Linked DNA regions of Mus musculus: region 2 is linked to region 1. Evidence: chromatin contacts called from public Hi-C data. All regions are on one chromosome and are shown on one strand. The core of a region is the stretch at or near the end of the contact, and the rest is flanking DNA. Distances in the headings are between cores, read along the strand shown.

What was found. A called contact is a pair of places that touch in the nucleus more often than the background predicts.
Region 2: a Hi-C map of double positive thymocytes shows a contact between it and region 1, with 4 times the contacts expected there. The contact joins two enhancer-like sites. A contact is called at or near these places in 1 of 15 datasets of contacts at CTCF or cohesin (large pre-B cells), 16 of 484 Hi-C or Micro-C datasets (the CH12 cell line, the G1E-ER4 cell line, the N1E-115 cell line and 13 more), 1 of 115 datasets of contacts at active chromatin or transcription factors (cardiomyocytes) and 4 of 9 other capture datasets (adipose tissue, embryonic stem cells, liver and 1 more).

What each region holds. Positions count from the first base shown.
Region 1 is chr6:8,412,708-8,415,718 of GRCm38.p6, reverse strand. The region is part of intron 3 of Umad1 (UMAP1-MVP12 associated (UMA) domain containing 1); the gene reads right to left. Among named protein-coding and RNA genes, the nearest start is that of Gm46952, 69 kb to the right of the region's middle. Within about 2 kb of position 1,543, at least 49 of the 459 cell types and tissues checked have an H3K27ac peak or open chromatin away from gene starts, as enhancers often do. A contact at or near this core is called in the CH12 cell line, the G1E-ER4 cell line and double positive thymocytes, where this site is marked.
Region 2 is chr6:8,734,822-8,737,832 of GRCm38.p6, reverse strand. Ica1 (islet cell autoantigen 1) reads left to right here. Exons shown (of 14, transcript NM_010492.3): 6 at 618-816. Among named protein-coding and RNA genes, the nearest start is that of Ica1, 42 kb to the left of the region's middle. Within about 2 kb of position 1,497, at least 57 of the 459 cell types and tissues checked have an H3K27ac peak or open chromatin away from gene starts, as enhancers often do. A contact at or near this core is called in the CH12 cell line, the G1E-ER4 cell line and double positive thymocytes, where this site is marked.

The DNA of each region.
Region 1 (3,011 bases), core at 294-2,793:
CCAGAATAACCTTTCTATAAGTGACTTGGAACTTCTCAAAGGAAAATACACTGAATCATTAGAAAACACAATAAATCAGCTCATCAACAGTAAGCTATAAATGTATAAATAACTCCTGACTACCCTTCCACAGCATTCCCATTGTTTCAGGGAGAGGGAATGGAATTATTAAGAACTAGAGCTATATACCATTATTTGTGGATTTCTAGATGAAAGTCAGTGCCTGGCCCTGGGTGCCAGTGCTCCCTGCTGCACCACAGGGCTTCAGCAAGGCTCTCAGACTTCCTGGATTCCATTCTCTTCTCTGAAACACAAGCTCACTGGACAGGTGAAGCAGCAGCGACGAGCCACAATATGAAGAGCTTTAGACTCTGAACTCTTCCTGACGTGATCCACAGGAAACAACTTTTAATTGATGCACCTGGGAACTGTAGGAGCAGTGGCCAAGGAGTGTGCAAACTCAAGTTATGAAAAGAATTTCTATAATGGAAGAATGCCCATCTTTATAGTGGTCTTGAATATGTAAGAAACAAACACTTAGCTAATGAGAAAAATGGCAGGCCATTTCATCTTTTCAGAAGTTATAGCTCTATAGGAATTAAGAATTTAATATTGACGTTCTTAGAGTAAAAAAATATACAACAGATTAGATTCTATGATTTGTAACAAATGTAGAAAATTTAGTATCAGTATTATGAACAGAATAAGAATAACCATACTAAATATATTAAAATAATTGTGAATATCATTGTTTGAAAATAGCAAATTCAGTTTGGAGGTGAAATTTGGGGCCAAACTGAAAGGATTTAAGGATTTCTTTCTGGATTGCTGTCCCCTGTATGGTGTGAGCTGGTATATCCATTAGAAATGATCCAGGGAATCTGTAGTGTTGTGTTAAGATTTTTGCTTTGCTTCCACTAATAGCAATATGATAAAGTAGAACTTTCCTCTGGTAATGGCAAAGTTTGGAGAGAGAAGGGAATTAAGAAAGACGCATATTCACAAAGATAAGCAAATACTGCTCTTCTAGGTGACTCAAGTTTGATTCCCAACACCAGGACTTGTCAGGGGCATCTGACGGCCCTGGCTTCAGTGGGCACCGGAACTCAAACTGCTCCTTAGAATCAAGTGTAGATACAATCCACCTGCTGCAAACTGCTCCTTAGAATCAAGTGCAGATACAATCCACCTGCTGCAAACTGCTCCTTAGAATCAAGTGTAGATACAATCCACCTGCTGCAAACTGCTCCTTAGAATCAAGTGTAGATACAATCCACCTGCTGCAAACTGCTCCTTAGAATCAAGTGTAGATACAATCCACCTGCTGCAAACTGCTCCTTAGAATCAAGTGTAGATATAATCCACTTGCTGGCTGGCAGAGCTAGAAGAAGAAATGTGACAGGGAAGGGACGCACACAGTTCTTTCCCCTCACGAGTCAGCTTTGTTTCCATGATGTCTGGGCCAGGGAGCAGAGAGGCTGGGGCTGGACGGCAGGCGCAGCATGCACAGCTCTGCGGGGCCCAGGTGCGCATGTGCTGTTGGATAAGCAAATGTGGCTTTCCGAGGCTCGGGATTTCACCAGTTTGCAGACAGCCACTTTCAGAACCTTCCTGAGTGCAGTTTTTCTTTCTGCCTTCCAGAAATAATTGCTACAGTTTTAACTGCTAAATTGACACAAAAGTGTATACGTATAATTTCTAAAAGTGGTCTTAAATGTACAGAAATCACATTTAGAGTTAAATAAAGATTCAGTTTATCCTCCCCAGCTCTCTGCAGGTGAGACAATGATGGGAATTCTCTGAAGACACTAAATAATTCACAGTTTGCCTATGAAGTTGGAAATACAGCGGTTTAGAAAAAGAGCTCCCACACATTATTAAGAAGTAAATTATACTAGCTGTTACTGAATCTAGTTTTGCTAACTTTCTTCTAGGTAAATTGTAAGGTGGGCTTATTTCCAGGACTGCAGGCATTAGCTCACACTGAATGGCACTTATTTGCCAGTCATCTTAGATAACATCTCATTAAGTTTTCTTTATGTGGTAGGTAGGTACCATTTTAATCTCTGGGATGCTTACCCACCATTCTCTGCATCTTGCTCATCTGACCTGCGAAGAAAACAGGGAGCCTTTCAAATGTAGAGTGCACTTGTTTCTGAAGCCCTTACAGTATCTCCTATAGGAGGCTATACAATACTTTATCTTTCTCTCCCAACCAAAGAAGGCACATACAATGCAGAGAAAACCAGTTTTTTTGTGGGGTGGGGTGGGGTGGGTGTTGTATTACGTATCATTTTATATCCAGCTGGATATGCTAATTCTATGCAGATCTTAGAAACCCTGAAATTACATACTGTTTAGACTATTTTAATCCCTGAAAGCACCGCTGTGATCCCTGAATAATGTATTTTTAAAATAACTGCTTTACCTTCACCAAATATATTCAGTTAAATTTCAGAACTTAAAGGGACAGCACGCTGCTCTGTGTTCAGGAAGATGATTCCTCCCAAAGCAAGCCCTTTGTGGGTAATCGTCCAGCAACTGGCACTGCCCACATTTTCTAGCCCACAGCACTTGTGGGACAAGGGCAAGAAGGTGCCAGATGGCTAGGACTTGAGCTGCAATCTGTTCTTAGCAAGTTAAAGGTACTGTCCCTTTAATTGGTTCAAACACAAGCCTCGTGCCCATTTAACATGATTCTATGCTAAGAGATGATATCAGAGGCTAGAAAGGGGAATGAGGACATTTCCGGGACTCTATATAGTCGCAAGCTTCTGGGTGGACCTCGACTGTTGAGAAGTAGGAAGTATATCACCACTATTTACGTTCAGACCAGCACAAAGGAGAGTGATCCTTTCACGCCTGAGGAGCATAGCTGATTGCTTGGACGTATATATCACTTCCTATTTAAATGCTTTCAATTAAAATCCAAACAAAAATTGCTAAGGGTAATAGAGTTCAAGCTAGGAGTATCACTGCGATTGCTTAAAAGATATAAAAAGAGCTGGGAT
Region 2 (3,011 bases), core at 248-2,747, 320 kb before region 1:
ATACCACCAGCCCTGGTTTCCTGTATTTGTGACAATGGAATCATATAGCCTATCTGAAAAAACTGACACACACTGTAGACCCTCAGTAACTGTGGCTTTCTTCTTTCCCAACTCACTTAAGAAAAAGTCCAAGCCTTAGTCTTGTTTCCACTAGAACAAACTGTAGGTTTTGATTGAGGTGTAATAAAGGTGGCCAGGTCAAGGATACCCAAGTCATGCCTATCCCATTCCACCCTCCACACAGGGCCCAAAATTCAGCAACAGAAGAGACGGAGTAGCCAGGAATGGAAACAGGAATGGCCACGCTGTGACTATCCTTCACTGACACGGGCTTGTTGCAACTTCAAATAAATACTGTCCAGGCCTGAGGCCGCCCAGCAACACAAATGGAGTGCTTCCCAATGGTCCAGTTCACTGAAAATGAAAGGATCAGAATGTGGGCAATCTCTGGTTGATCCCACCTTCACTCACATTTTGATTAGTATCTGTCTCCTGACAAGACATGTGCGTTTTAGACAGTGGTCTAAGTTCATGGGTTTATGATGCGTGCAGAATATCAGAATTTGGAACTGTTCTTTTCCTTTGTTTTATGATTATATCTATGCCCTCTTGTACAGGTTGGCCTTGAGAAACCCTTTGTGTCGATTTCACCAAGAAGTAGAAACTTTTAGACATCGGGCCATCTCTGATACCTGGCTGACAGTGAACCGCATGGAGCAGTACAGGACAGAATACAGAGGAGCGTTGTTGTGGATGAAGGATGTGTCTCAGGAACTTGATCCAGACCTCTACAAGCAAATGGAGAAGTTCAGGAAGGTAAGAAGTTTTTTGAGGGTTGTCAAAATGGCCACCTTGCTAGAAGGCAACCAAGTGTGATTTGAATCCCTCTGGTAAAACAGACATAACTCAAAAGCACCAAGGATACAATTAACCATTGCTGACATTTTTTTAAAAATGTGACAGAATAGCAATTAATGTGATATATAATTCTCTAAGGATAAGAGAGGAGACAGCTGGAAATTGCTGGGATTTTGTAGCTGGTTTTAATTGAAGTCAGATTTTCATATAATGTGCACTTTTTTTTATAAGGTTGTCACTTGTAGATGTCTCTTCATGCATAACTAAAAATCCAGAGCACATACATCTAGAAAGTGAAACTAGGCTGTTTAACAAGTCTTTCTAATTGATGATTCATGTTGAAACCAGCAAAACAATAACAGTTCTTTTATGACATATTCAGAGGCTCTGGGATATAGTTGTGTGGTTAGCTAGAATGGTATTGACTCTCCCTGCTATTGATCCCTTCAGAAATTTCTCTGAGCAACATTAGAGCAAAAGAAAATGAATATTCTGTTTAATTTTCCTGAGGAATAATAATCTTCGGTTCCTTAAAAAAGAAAAAAATAAGAAGAAAAATTACATTGTGTTAATGTAGCCAGTCGGAGCCTTTTGTCCACAGGAATCCAACCTACCACTGGGTGGCAGCCGTACACTGAACATGTGAACATGTGGCCTGATTCTGTAGTGGTTTGTACAATCTTGGTAGTTCTTTGTTTGGGCAACTGAGTGTGTTTTAGGGCATAAAAGAAAAAAAGGGGCCAAATGTTGGGCTTGGCATAATATTGTGTCAACTCCCTTAGTCACTTCAACTGATCCATTCATAATTAGAAATGTTGTTTAAAAGGCTTAGACTCCTTTTTAGGGACATCACTTTGGAACTATGAACCTGGAACCCTGGCTGGTATGTAGAAGGTTGAGCCGGGAGTCAAGGAACAGACCAAAAGAGCTTCTCTTGTTCAAGACAGTGGTCACTGCTTCTTGACCTAGGTACTAGAGCAACAGAAATTCCTCTGGAAGTTTTTCTTGGTTTGTAGTTCAGACTCCCTCCCTGTGAAGGGAACCAGCCTCATTTTCTCTCCTTTTTTTTTTTTTTTTTTTTTTTTAACATGTCAGCATAAGCCTTCTCTGAAAGGCAGGCTGGCTGCCCAGGCAGAGGTGAGACTGTGAAGTTTATCTCATCTTCGAAGAAGATGTAAATGGAACTCATTCATCCTTTGAAAGAGAAAAAAAATATCAGACGTCATGGTAGTAAACAAATCAAATGTTTTTGGTTCGGTAACTAGATGCTGGTGACCCCAGGCTGTTTTGCAAGTTTTCTGACTTCGTAATTAGGCCAGTCATTTATTTTGTCATTAGTATTTTATTTGGGGATTGAGGATAATGGGGGTGGAATTGGTATTAGGAAAAAGAAAGAATGAGAGAAAAAAAAAAAACTGACTCCAGAGCACATTGCTGATGACGTGCAGCCTTAATGTTTACCATAATCAACACACATTTTTTTTTCTTTTGTAGAAAGACCCATGGTAGGTAGCTAACCTGAGGTCGAACAAGGAAATGGAAGCCAGAATCTTTGAAAATAGATACAATTTCCCCACCAAGAGACAAAGGAAGTCAAACAGTATACCTAGAAGTGGCACAGGCAGTTTCATAGTAACACCTGCTTGCAAGCCCTTTGTTCAGTGCAGAGTTTCTGGGTCCCTCCAGTGTGCCAGGACAAGAAAACAGTTATTCTGGAAGGCCAAAGAATTTTGTGGGTGTTTGTGTTTATCTGGTTTTGTTTGGTGGGAGGTGGTTGCTAGCTGTTTAAGACTGAAACAGAAACCAAGTTCTTCGTCATTTGGTTTGAACATAGAAACATTTGCCATCGTTTAATGCCATCAATCTCCATCCTGGAAAATATGGGTAGGTTTGGTTTTTATTTTGAATCCTTTACTGCGAAGTAGTAGCTGAAGCTGTGCCTGCCCCCCCTAATCCTGTGTGTGCTGGATTCAATTTAATAGCTGGATGTGGTGAACTTGGACTTGGGGATAGAATATTTTTGAGAGAAGAGTGATCTTCAAGCGTAATTTTTGGTTATTCTTGACTCGAGGAGAACAGGAGACTGCATTGGTTCTCTCCAGAGCCTAACCCCAGAGTCAGTCCTGTGCCCAGCCCCAAGTTGGCACTTACAT